2 separate regions of the Gossypium hirsutum genome follow, and region 2 is linked to region 1. Evidence: chromatin contacts called from public Hi-C data. All regions are on one chromosome and are shown on one strand. Each heading gives the region's core, a stretch centred on a gene start, on an enhancer-like site or on the middle of the called end of the contact. The rest is flanking DNA. Distances are from core to core; before and after follow the strand shown.

Region 1 (3,129 bases), core at 396-2,895:
TAATTGAAAGTACAACAATGTCTTGAGCGAAAAAAATGCTTCAATACCTTTCCTTAGTCCTGCCATGTAACAAGGAAACAACGTGTACTTGAAGTTAACATGATAAAAAATAGATGAATCAGACTCAACATATCATATGAATTAACTTGAATTGGTAACTAGCCACCTACTGATAGTGTCACTAAGTAGGCAAAGGATACTAATTCCACCTCAGAAAGGAAGGAAAGGTCTTTTTGGATATATATATATATAAAAGCAGATATGCTACACATCCTATCCTATCAAACATGTTTGGGAAGAAAGCAATAGCTCCATGACAAGAGGTATTAGTGCCACTCATAACTGCCCGAGTCCACATTGAAAAGGAAAAGAAAATCTTTAAATGCATAAGTGTGTGCACTACACAGCTTATCGACAAAAAGAAAACTTTGAGCAGATACACAATATGCTGCAGGCCAATGGTCCCATGACCATAGCACTAGATCAAAGATTCAAACTTCAAACCTAGGTCCACCCTCTCCTTCATCATGACTAAGCTCTTTCTATAACAACATTTATTATAAATGTCATGCTTGTCATAAAACTAATTTTTTATGTTTTATTTTACTCTTCATCTATGACAACAATAAGCATAAAGCATATCTACTTCAAATATTATTATGGTTATAGATGTAACATGATAAAAAGGAAATTGTAATTCAAGACAAGGAGCTCAGCATTTTAGCACAACCATTTGAATGAGGAAGGCGTTTTTTAGTTGGAACAAAATGTAGTTCAAAACATCTCCAAATTTAGCATTTAATTACCTGATAATAGTATTTCACCCCACCCTTTAAACCCGACATGACAGCGTCAAATATCCAACCAGGATCTCTCCAACCAACGCTCTCATTGGCCGGCGCGTGACACATGTCTTCCCTCTCGTACCTCCCCACACGTGCCACCGCCACGTCACCTTCCCACTCTCCTTCCTTCTCTCCGTACCTCACCTGCCTCTCCTCTGGGTCCTCCGCAACGAACATCACCCGCATCTCCCCTTCCCGACCGGTCAACGCCAAGTGGATCTGCTCCGGCCCACGACCCAATTCGAAACCCACCGTCTCGGATTCCGCCAACAAGTGCTTCGTGCCCGGGAGGGGATTATGATCCTGGTCGTGGATTTCCGGGTTGACCTCGGATTCGGTCCAGCGGAAGATCCGGAAGGTGTAGTTAGAGCGGAGGAAGGTGAGGGGGAGAGAAATGGAGCCCGCTCCAGATTCCCAAGTTGAGGAAGAAGATGAAAGGAACTTGTAACCGATGAAGTTGTGATGGGGGGAGTCGGGGGGCGAGTAGAGGCCGAGCCAGTCGAGCTTGGACGGTGACTCGATGCCGGACCATTGGATGTGAACCGAATCACCCGATTTAGAAAGAGTTTTGGGGTTGACGGTGAGGATGGGTTCGGATGGGACTTGAGAGATTAAAGAAAGGAAGAAGAAGAGCAAGATCAAATTCATGGCGGGTAACGGAAGTTAATCAAGTTGAGGATTGCAATAAAAGAGAAAGAAACTAGTATGGGCCTTTTTTGGGGAAAGAGAGAAAAGTATGGGCTTTGAATAAAGGATGAGGAAGATTCTAATTGCGTGCCACATTTGTCCATATACTCATATAAAAAACATGTAATAATATCATAATTGGTCTCTAAAAGTTTATCAAATTTTCAATTTAGTCCATTTATATTTAAAAATATTATGTTATTTTTAAAATTTAAAATCATATTGTTTAAAATATTTAAATTTATTATTTTAGTATGCTAGTTATCTTTTAAAAATTTAGAAAGTGAGTGTTGAATATTTTTTTAAGACATAATATATTATCTTTTTAAATATTAAAAACTTGAGAGTGGAATTATAAATTTATATTTTTGTATTATTGAAAAGAAAGTATCAATATTAAAACTAGTTTGTAGGTTTAAAAGGAATTTTATAACGTTGCCCTTCATTTTATAATCTGGTTGAGTCTAGTCCTGTTCAGGTCGAGAGTGATATTCTGATGATTTCAGGATTTAAACTCAATCAAAATTCCTAAGAAAGAAGTTTACTTCAATTTTTTTATAATTTTAAATTTTCATATATTAAAATAATTGTATTTAATTTTTTTAATTTAAAAATAACATACTGTTTTTAAATAAAATTTTGAAATTTTGATATATGAGGATTGGGAGAAGGAAGGAACCTCTAGAATATGAGAGAAGTGAAAGTCGGGATATGAAGGTGTCAACTTTGAAGTAGGTATATATTATAACAAAAAGTCCGTTTTGATCAACGAATAGATAAATTATGTTCTTTCAATCTTACATGTATTAATACTACATCAATTTAATTTGATATAAATTTAATTTTTGTTATTAGTAAGTATAATTTATGACACCGTTTAGTTGTTGTTGTTAAAAGTGGGGCGGTGAATTTTTTTTATACGATTATTAGTTTAATGTTGTTTAAATCATATCAGATCAATTGAATCAGGAATTAATTAGGGTACTAATTAGAAGATGGTTTTTGAACCGTTTGATTCAAGAATCATTACTAATCAACATCCTCCTGCAAATTATGTGTGGAAATATATTTATAGATAAGTCTTTAGTTAAAATAGTAACATTAAAAACTTAAATATTATGGTATTTTAAGTTTAAATCTTACCATAGTAAGGGTGTACGGGAGACAGCAACTGAAGTTGTGGGTTTTATTAAGGCCTACGACACTGAGATTTCTACTACAAAGGAAAGGCTAGAGAGTTCATGTGATGGTAGAATATTAACCTGGGAACCACCTGACAATGACACCATAAAAATCAATTTTGATGCCTCCTTTAATCAATCAACAAACTTCTCTACCACAGGAATCATTGCACGAAACAAAGATGGACTAATAATGGACTAATAATGAAATAAAAATATTGCAGATCCAATTATGGCTGAGGCAAGGGCGTGTCTGCAAGCTGTTATTTTGGCGGAAGAAATGGGATTCCAGGATGTATGCTTTGAAGGGGACGCGCTAACCATAATACGCAAACTGAGAGCCACGGATGAAGATAAATCGTGCGTTCGCAGCTTGATTAAAGAGATTAAGGAAAAAGGACGTAGATTTAGAAGAC
Region 2 (3,132 bases), core at 599-3,098, 140 kb before region 1:
CTTGCTAAATATTAAATCAGTGGTTCATTACTTGTTATTCTCCCATGCATCAGTGTGTTAATCTTTAACAAAAGATAACTATAATCAAAATGTCTGGGACCTGTCTAAGCAATTTCAAGCTATGCAATTGAAAGAAATATGAAACTTGAAACTACTAAGGTAAATGTCTTCAATGTAATCAAGAAAATAATTGAAAAATATTTATATACTTCATATACTGCAATGTGATGAAAATCAAGTTTCTAAGTAAGACAATGAACTTTCTAATACCATGAAAGGCATCAATATGGGAGAAACCCATGATTTTATGAGATGTCTGATCAATGCCCATTAACAGCAAAGAACATTTTATGAATCTAAATGCTACTAAATGTCAATAAATAAAGTTATAGTTTTTCTATTTCTTTTTTAAGAATGCATGAACAGGCAGTAAGTAAAACTATAAACTGCATTTCCCAATTCCTGAAACAATGAAAACACATCTCAGTATATATTGCTTCAGAGAGGGGATGAATTCAGAACAAAAGACAGACTTCATACCAAAAAAAAGGAACATGTTCCTAAATTATTCTAATTTGCAGTATCTAAGATTAAAGAGGATTTTCCCAGCTATATTTCCGCTTTTTGCCGTAAAAAAAAAAAAAGATTTCTCAAAGCAAAGCACGCCATTGCCGCCGCAATAACGGCGGTGTTGAAGGCCACTTCGTTAATAGGCAAAAAGTCGCTTTTATTTTTCGCCCTCTCTATTTGCCTTAATTGGACCAATTATTTCCCTAAATTTACGAAACTGCCTCAACCCTTCTTCCCCAACTTGCATGAAACGAGGTTGTTATATTTATTTTATGCAGTTTCACTGTACGGACACCGAAATTTGCATGACTTTTGATACGGTGGCTTTTATTACCATCTGTCATTTTTGCCCACCGAAGTCGTACTTAATTACAACTCAGTCTCATAAAGTAGCACAAAACAACAAAAGATAAAGGTTTTTAAAATTATTTTTTAACTTTCATCATTGGTTCACTAGTACTCACGGTATCTCAGGCGGTTTCCCGCCGAAGCCCGTAGATTTCTCCGGCGGATCCTCGCTGGAGCTCGACGACACCGACGGATTCGATGTCGGCACTTCAGCTGACCCGACCGGATTCGACGCTGCCCCTGAACACGAACCACCAGCTGCACCACAGCTTTGCGATTGCGAGCCGCTAAAATTTCCCGCCAAACCACGACTGGCGTCGGTTCGGTCTAGTTCACCGAACCTTTCAATCTCATCGGCATGGTCCAGTTGTAGAATATTCCAACCAAACTCACTCAGTATACTGCTTTCCCTATCGAAGAAGTAATTGATGCTATCCGAGACTGAGTCAGGTCCAGCAAGTGTCCAGCTCGAGCTCGAATCGGATTTAAACTCAGTCCCAGCTGGATCAAGCCCCTCTTTATCTTCCATCCTCTAAACCTTCATCCAAAAAAAGAATAGAACATACAAAGAAAATAACAGGATTCAAAGCACGTCCAAATGAAATCTAAAAGAAAACGTAGAGAGAAAATAAAACAAAAAAAGGAATGAAGGAGAGAGAGCTAGGGTTTTTGGCTAGTTATTTTTTCCCGTCGTCCAAACAGAAAAAGAGAAAGAAAAAAAAGGAAACTGAAAAGAACGCGCGAGTAAGAGAGATTGGGGGAGAACAGAAAAAAGATAAGTTTAGAAAAATCGGCGTCAACTGAAAATAGTGACGGGAGGTTGATATTTAAGCAAAGGAGGAGAAAGAAGATGAAGAGCAAGGGAAGCGGGTGTGCGTGGGCCCACGCGCATGAATGAAGAGAAAAATAGAAGAGATACTTTCCGACATAAGGACGCACCATGTTTTTTTCCCTCTCTTGGCAATGCTTTTTTTAATGTTATTTTTTCCCTTAATCGTTCTCAGATATTTGAGATATACCTTGAATTTTATTTAATTTTAAATTTAAATTTGAATTAATTCTAATTTTCAATAAAATAAAAATAAAATTTTTCAGTATTATTTTATCTATACATGAGATTCGTGGGATTTTTTTTTGAAGGACATCCAGTTTATTCCATTCAATAGATGTTGAATGTTAATTTATTTTATTTTTGAAGTTGCAAGTAACTATATCCATTATTTTAATGAGAATAAATCATTATAGGATAAATTTTAATTAATTAAACTCATCTATCGAAAATAATTTTCACAAACCTGATACTCAAAGTCCCAATCAATTATTTTAGGGTAAATTACATTTAAGTTCATTAAACTATTAGTAAGTCTATGTTTTAGTCACTCAACTTTAAAAATTTACAAAATGATTGTTGAATTATTCTCACTGATGTAACAGCCCAATTATCAATGGTGTTGAAAAACGGTAGTTTTGGAACCCCATTTCCAACTATTGATAATAATATTTACGAGTTTATTTTGAATTATATTGAATTTTGGTTTAGAAATTTTATTGAAATGATAATTAATTGAAGTACTAGCGCAATGACCCTAAAGTCAGTGGTGTCGAAATAAGAGATATTGCGACCTCATTTCCGCAAACCAAGCACGTAAATATTTACGGAGTTATTATATAGGTAAATTGAATTTTGAATAAGTAATTTTTTCGAATTAGTGACTAATTAAGGTACAAATACTAAATTGTAAAAGAGGTAAAAATTAATTACTATGAAATTATAATTAATTGAAGGACCGATTGAGCAATTGGACCCTTCTAATAATGTCAAACGGTAGTGGTTGTTGTTTGTCACCCGCTTAATTGATTAATTAAGATTTATTAAATTCAATTAGATTAATTAAGTACAAAACTAGGCATATAAGTAAAAATAAAAAAGAAACACATTATATTTACCAAAAGAAAAAGAAACACATTATTATTTCTTCCTTCTCCGCTCGTCTTCTCCACGAAAACAAGAAAGAAAAATTGGGGTTTTGATCGTTTGAACTTCGGTCCTTCAAAATAGGTAAGTATACAAGTTCGTTTATTGTAACTTTTACGTTTTTAAGGTTGTGGTAGCTCGATTTAGCTAATCCGTGTTTTATTTTCGAAACTGCCAAAGTTTCAAAATATTTCCATTGATGAATGCTTGAAGTTATTGGTGTTATTTGGTTAGATTTT

What was found. A called contact is a pair of places that touch in the nucleus more often than the background predicts.
Region 2: a contact with region 1 is called in a Hi-C map of leaf, with 1.7 times the contacts expected there. The contact joins the promoter of LOC107918521 here to the promoter of LOC107920036 in region 1. A contact is called at or near these places in 5 of 34 Hi-C or Micro-C datasets (callus and leaf).

What each region holds. Positions count from the first base shown.
Region 1 is chrD13:15,771,116-15,774,244 of Gossypium_hirsutum_v2.1, reverse strand. It overlaps LOC107920036 (probable inactive purple acid phosphatase 2), which reads right to left and starts at 1,645. Exons shown (of 2, transcript XM_016849531.2): 1 at 807-1,645. The coding sequence starts at 1,493.
Region 2 is chrD13:15,916,066-15,919,197 of Gossypium_hirsutum_v2.1, reverse strand. LOC107918521 (probable WRKY transcription factor 57) reads right to left here and starts at 1,848. Exons shown (of 5, transcript XR_005922771.1): 1 at 1,035-1,848.